2 separate regions of the Sus scrofa genome follow, and region 1 is linked to region 2. A link is a contact called in public promoter capture Hi-C data. All regions are on one chromosome and are shown on one strand. Each heading gives the region's core, a stretch centred on a gene start, on an enhancer-like site or on the middle of the called end of the contact. The rest is flanking DNA. Distances are from core to core; before and after follow the strand shown. Region 1 holds the start of DLX2 (homeobox protein DLX-2). Region 2 holds the start of HAT1 (histone acetyltransferase type B catalytic subunit).

Region 1 (2,700 bases), core at 155-2,654, 180 kb after region 2:
ACGCCGCCAGCTCGGCTCGCTCGGGCAGTGCCAGGTATTGAGTCTTTTGGAAACGCCGCTGAAGAGCTGCCAGCTGGAAACTGGAGTAGATGGTTCGAGGTTTCCGGACTTTCTTTGGCTTCCCGTTTACTATCCGGATTTCAGGCTCGAGGTCCTCTTTCTCTGCAGTGAAGCGGAATCATGAGAACCGCGCGATCAGGGGAGCCCAGGAGTTCCCGCCCGCCAGGAGGGGAGCGTGGAACCTGGCCTAAGCTGGGAGGCGGGTTCTTGGGGACGCTCTGCGGCGCTCAGGCACAACTTCGCCATGGGCGGACCCATGCCGCCACCAAACCAGGGAGCTAGCTCCTCCAGGGAAGGGAGGACGGGAGCAAAAGCGGGAGAAAAGAGCAGCAGGTGGTAAGGAAATGAGGTTACCGAGGCATGCACAGTGCACCCATTCGGCCGCCGAGGCGACCTGGTCCCACAAACTGAGTACCGAGGGACATACCCAGTGATCCTCGGCCGACTGGAAGTTGAGGAGGTAAAGGGCGAGGGGCGAGCGGGGAGCCGGCAGAGTGAAAGGCGAGGGCTCCGGATGGACCCCTGCCCCAATCATTTTTATCCCACCCATCCCAGTAACCAGACCGACTTTGCACCCTAGATGTCAACCACGCATACCAGGTTCGTTGTTGGCCGGGGACGAACTGGTCCCGTAGGGCGCGTAGGAGGTGTAGGCGGCGGTGTAGCCCAGGTCGTAGCCACTCTTGGCTGAATAAGGGACGTTGTTGAGGCCGCTGGCGTGGTACTGGTAGGAACCCATGTGCGCGTAGGGTGAGCCCCCACCGCCGCCTCCGCCGCCCGCTGGGTGTTGCTGGTTGGTGTAATAGCTGCTGTCGGTAGCTGTGGACACCGGGAGGGTGGGCGACTCCTGGGGCTTGTGGAGGCTGCTGCCGTTGCTGCCGCCGGGGCCAGCGCCGCCGCCGCTCGGGGGCTGCTGGTGCTGGTGGTACGTGCTGGAGGCCGTGATCTGGGTCGAGTGCATATCAGCCACCAGACTGTCAAAGACTCCAGTCATCCTGGCCCGGGACGGGAAAGAGCCGGGGTGGCGGGCGCGAGGGGGGTAGTGAGGCGCCTCCTCCGTCTCTCGCAGTCCCCTCCAGCAGCCAATGTAATTACAGTGGGGGAGGGGGGAGGAAAACAAGAAATGTAGCAATGGTCTAGGCAACTCCTCCTCCGGGGGAGGCGATCACCGTGCACTGCTCTGGACAGCTGCCGCGGGCCGCATCCTCTCTCCGCCTCTCGGGCCGCTCGGTCCTTTGCCCCGCGCGGGCTCGGGCAGGGGGCGGGCAGTGGAGGGGGCAGGGGTGGCGGGGCCTGGCCAGGGCTCCGGGAGGTGGGAGCAGGTGAGCTGCCGGGAGCTGCTTTACGATTGTCTGCGGGGCGGGCTCCTGCAGGGTGGGCATTTAACACTCGTCACGTGAGCTCAGGCGACGTCACCTAGCAACAGCCAATCGAAAGCGCCGGGCCGCGAATCTAAGGGCGCCCAGGAACACCCGACGGGGGGGGGGCAGTGTCACTGTGCGGGCGCTGCTGCTGCCTTGGTCTTGGGTGCAGACTGGCGGCTGCTGAATATGACTTACTGGGCGAGGAGTGGAGTGGGGGCGGTGGGGAGTCAGGGTGGCCAGCTTCAGGAGGTCATAAGGCGTGAAGATGGAGACCGGCATTTCGCCTCAGAGGAAGAGGAAATTGGGGTCTCCCATTCCATTCTGCGTACAAGTGCCAACCAATTCCAGTGATTCGTACCTTCATGTCCGAGGTCAGCTTTCCAACATTAATTAAAGGAAAGCAGTGTCGAAAGCCCAGCCAGCTCTAGCTCCGCTTTTCCTCAAAGGGTCTGGTGTTTACTATTTTCAGCCACTCTGCACTCCAGCCAATTGATTTGATTTAAATTATCCATAAACTACGGATAATACCTGCTTCCTAACCGACCCACAGAGATATTAGGACAATTAATTCGATACTATTTAAACTATTTTCCTTGTCGTTTGAGAGAAAAGCTATATAAATTCAAAGGTTGCTCTTATTATTAAGGTTATTGCTAATGATATATTTGAAACCGTTTTCCCTTGTACTTTTCTGACATGCAGAGACTCAGAGTAATTACGTGTATCTGGTGGCTAATTGACAACTGATAAAACGATCCTGAGGATTTCCTCTATAGGAAAGCTAGACTAAACTGACCAGATGGCCTTCAAAGTACATTCTAACTTTATAATTCCACGTTTTTACGAAAAAGGAAATGGGATAATTTTTCAGTGAGAGAGTCATCTCGATGCTACAAAACTTGGTACGTTTACAGAAACAAATAGAAAAGTTTTATCTCTCGCACTTAACCCTGTTTTTACAATTTTTTCACTTTAGGACCATGTTTTGCCCTATCATCGCAATTTCCTCTTTTAAGTCTCAAGTGTCGACCTCCTCTCTATCTCTATTACCTGGTGATTGGGAATCATGGCCCAGAGTGGAAGAACTCTCGACTTTACTGAACTCCGCAGTTCCTGCCTTGTGGCGCCACCTGGTGGAGGTGTTTGTGGTTGCGGCGGGACCAGTAGACGGTTTAATCACGCCTAGGCGCCAGTCTTTGAAACACCCCAAAAGAACAAAATAGTAATTAAAAGCCACAAAATTGTGCTAGTGCGCACCATCTGAAGCACCCCTTTC
Region 2 (2,700 bases), core at 180-2,679:
TTTTTAGGGCCACACCCATGGCATTTGGAAGTTCCAAGGCTAGGGGTCACATTGGAGCTACAGCTGCCAGACCAAGCCACAGCAACATGGGAGTGGAGCCACATCTGCCACCTACACCACAGCTCAGGGCAATGCCGGATCCTTGGCCCACTGAGGGAGGCCAGAGATCAATCCTGAGTCCTCATGGATCCTCATCGGGTTCCTTTCATAATGAGAGCTCACCTCTTGATTTCTTATTTTAAGGATCATAAATGCTTGTCAGCTATTGACTTATCTACAAATAAGTTTTGGAAAAAATGAAGCTTGCCATTTTTGAAATGTGTTTATATAAAAAATTGTTCTCCTTTTTGATCCATAATGTCATTAGCGACACTGATTTCAGTTTTCTTAACATTAAGGTTTAAAGGAAAAGGATCTGTGCATTCTCAGTATCTTTTCTGATCTTTATCTTCAGGAGGGCTGGCTCCATGTAGTCAAATGCTGAGCTGAGCATCCTGAGAGCTGGGCTCTGGTGCAAGCTGTATATTGAGTGTGAATTTGGGTAGTTTCTCTTTTCTGGGCTTTAGTTTCCTCATCATTAAAATGAGGGAGTGCATTAGTTCTAGATTATCATCCCAAGGGTCCACTTTAGTTATAGTATATCATTATAAAACCTATTAACCAATATTCTTGAGACAAGGCATTTTGTACACAGACAACATTGTGGGAGTATTTTTGGATACCTAAACAGTGTTTTATTCCCTGGGTCAAATATTTTCAGCAGTTACTAAATACTAACGAATCGTATGGTCCAAATCAGGCAGCATCCTGTGATGTGGTTTAGGCCACGAGGACTCGAAACATGGAGAACCAGAACAGGTAACCTGAGATATTATTAGGTAGCAATTTCGGTGCACTAAACTGTTGCCTAATAATCTTAAAAAGTGAAAGACAAGTACCTAAATATCACCCTGTGTACATACTGTTAAAAGAACATGAGAGAAAAGAAAAACGATGTTAAATAAGTATTTCTGGCAAAAACAGGAATACACAAAACAACTGAAAATTTCTCCCACAAGTAAAACTCAATCCCTATATTTTACCTGTAAAACTAGGGCTCAGGTGCTGTGATCTACTGTCCAGGCCAAAGGGAAAGTTTTTCTACCAGTCTCCAAAACATCATTAGGGAGGAACAGAAAACAGCCATAAGGTATGTATATTACTCAAATCAACACCAAAGAAACTCCTCGAGCCGCGAGCGCCTCAGCAGAGAACGTCCCTTTGCAGCCCCCGCCCCCAATTCAGGCCTGCAAATGGGCTGGTGGAGCTCGCGGTGGCTAGGCAACCGTCGGAGCCTCCCCGGCGGCGTTAGCCCCGCCTCTCGAGGGGCTTCCGCCCTGCCGCGCCTCAAACGTCCTCCTCTCATTGGCCAGCGACCTGCCAAGGGTGGGCGGGGGAAATGCGTCAGTAAGTGCGCTCACTTCCGGCCAGGGAGCGCGCGGGTTGATTCGTCCTACCTCGGCCGCGGGTGCTCGCAGCTCGGAAATGGCGGGTAAGTTCCCGGGAAAAGTTTACCAAGGGGAGGGGGAGGGCAGGTTTGGGAAAGAACGCCGAGACGGTGGTGACAGTGCCCGCCTGGAACTTTCGGGCTCTAGCCTGGGTTCTAGAAGGCCTGTTTTAGCCTTGAAGCGCGGAACTCTTAGCCTAGCTCCTTGTCTCCGAGGTTCGTGCCCCCGCCCCCAACGGCTCTGGGTTTTGCGCCTTCTGGGGGGAATTCGGCGCCTGCGGGGGCCAAAAAGGCCTGGAGGAAGCGTCGCGATTGAGCTTGTAAGGTGCCAGATGCCTGGAGGCCTGTTTTTCTTCTTGTTCCCCTTGCCCATTGCTGCCTCTGCTACTGGTCTGGTTCTGTTCCCGCCAGCTGACTTTAATGCTCAGACCCTCTTTTTCCAGTTCTCCCTCCACCTTCCGCTACAGTCAGCTTCTGTGCTACTGCATTGCTGCCTTGCCCTGACTTGAGGCTCTCATTTGAATCTTGATTGTCTCGTTATGGTCTCCTTAATCTCTCACACCTTAGTATTCCTAGGATCTATTTAGATTTCCTTTGAGAAAGGTGATTCTCGCATTCTTCCTTCATCTAAACTTCTCTTTTAGGGTGCGCCTGTTATGATTCTCTTGTGTTTATTCTATAAATTAATAATTCCGTTATTTTTTACGTGTATTAAGACTGTTTTGATGTATTTGCTTTTTCCCCCCAGTTACATATCTTTTCAAGTTAGTTTTTACCCCGTGCCTTCATAGTAGTCTCAGTACACTTTCATGGATGTGCTGGATTGACAGGCATGATGAGCTCTGCAGAAGTTTAAGGAAGGGCTCTTCTACCAGATAGAGACTGTAGGATTTGGGGATATACTGGTGCAGTAACAGAGTTGGGGGGATGTGTATTGCACAGGGTATACCTATTATAAGAATTATGCCTAAATTTGAATCTCAGCCCCGCCATTTGGTAATTGGGTGCCCTTTAAGCAACCGGATCTCTTTCTAAAAGCCTGAGCTTTTGAGTATGAAATGGGGCTGATATAGTAGCTACTTGTCTTATAGAATTATGAGGATTAAACTAATATTTATGACTGGGGTCGGAGAAGAAAACTAATGTGTTGTAGTTCACAGATCTAGTAAGTAAATGGTGGAGCCTGGTTTGAATCAAACAATTGACTCCAAACC

What was found. Promoter capture Hi-C pulls out the DNA fragments that hold promoters and counts their contacts.
Region 1: a contact with region 2 is called in a promoter capture Hi-C map of liver, with 2.8 times the contacts expected there. The contact joins the promoter of DLX2 here to the promoter of HAT1 in region 2. A contact is called at or near these places in 1 of 5 promoter capture datasets (liver), 2 of 47 Hi-C or Micro-C datasets (embryonic fibroblasts and heart right ventricle) and 1 of 2 datasets of contacts at active chromatin or transcription factors (alveolar macrophages).

What each region holds. Positions count from the first base shown.
Region 1 is chr15:78,202,860-78,205,559 of Sscrofa11.1, forward strand. It overlaps DLX2 (homeobox protein DLX-2), which reads right to left and starts at 1,405. Exons shown (of 3, transcript XM_003133477.4): 1 at 658-1,405; 2 at 1-162. The coding sequence starts at 1,054.
Region 2 is chr15:78,020,718-78,023,417 of Sscrofa11.1, forward strand. HAT1 (histone acetyltransferase type B catalytic subunit) reads left to right here and starts at 1,430. Exons shown (of 12, transcript XM_003483674.4): 1 at 1,430-1,531. The coding sequence starts at 1,525. It overlaps SLC25A12 (calcium-binding mitochondrial carrier protein Aralar1), which reads right to left and starts at 1,213. Exons shown (of 18, transcript XM_021075518.1): 1 at 1,083-1,213.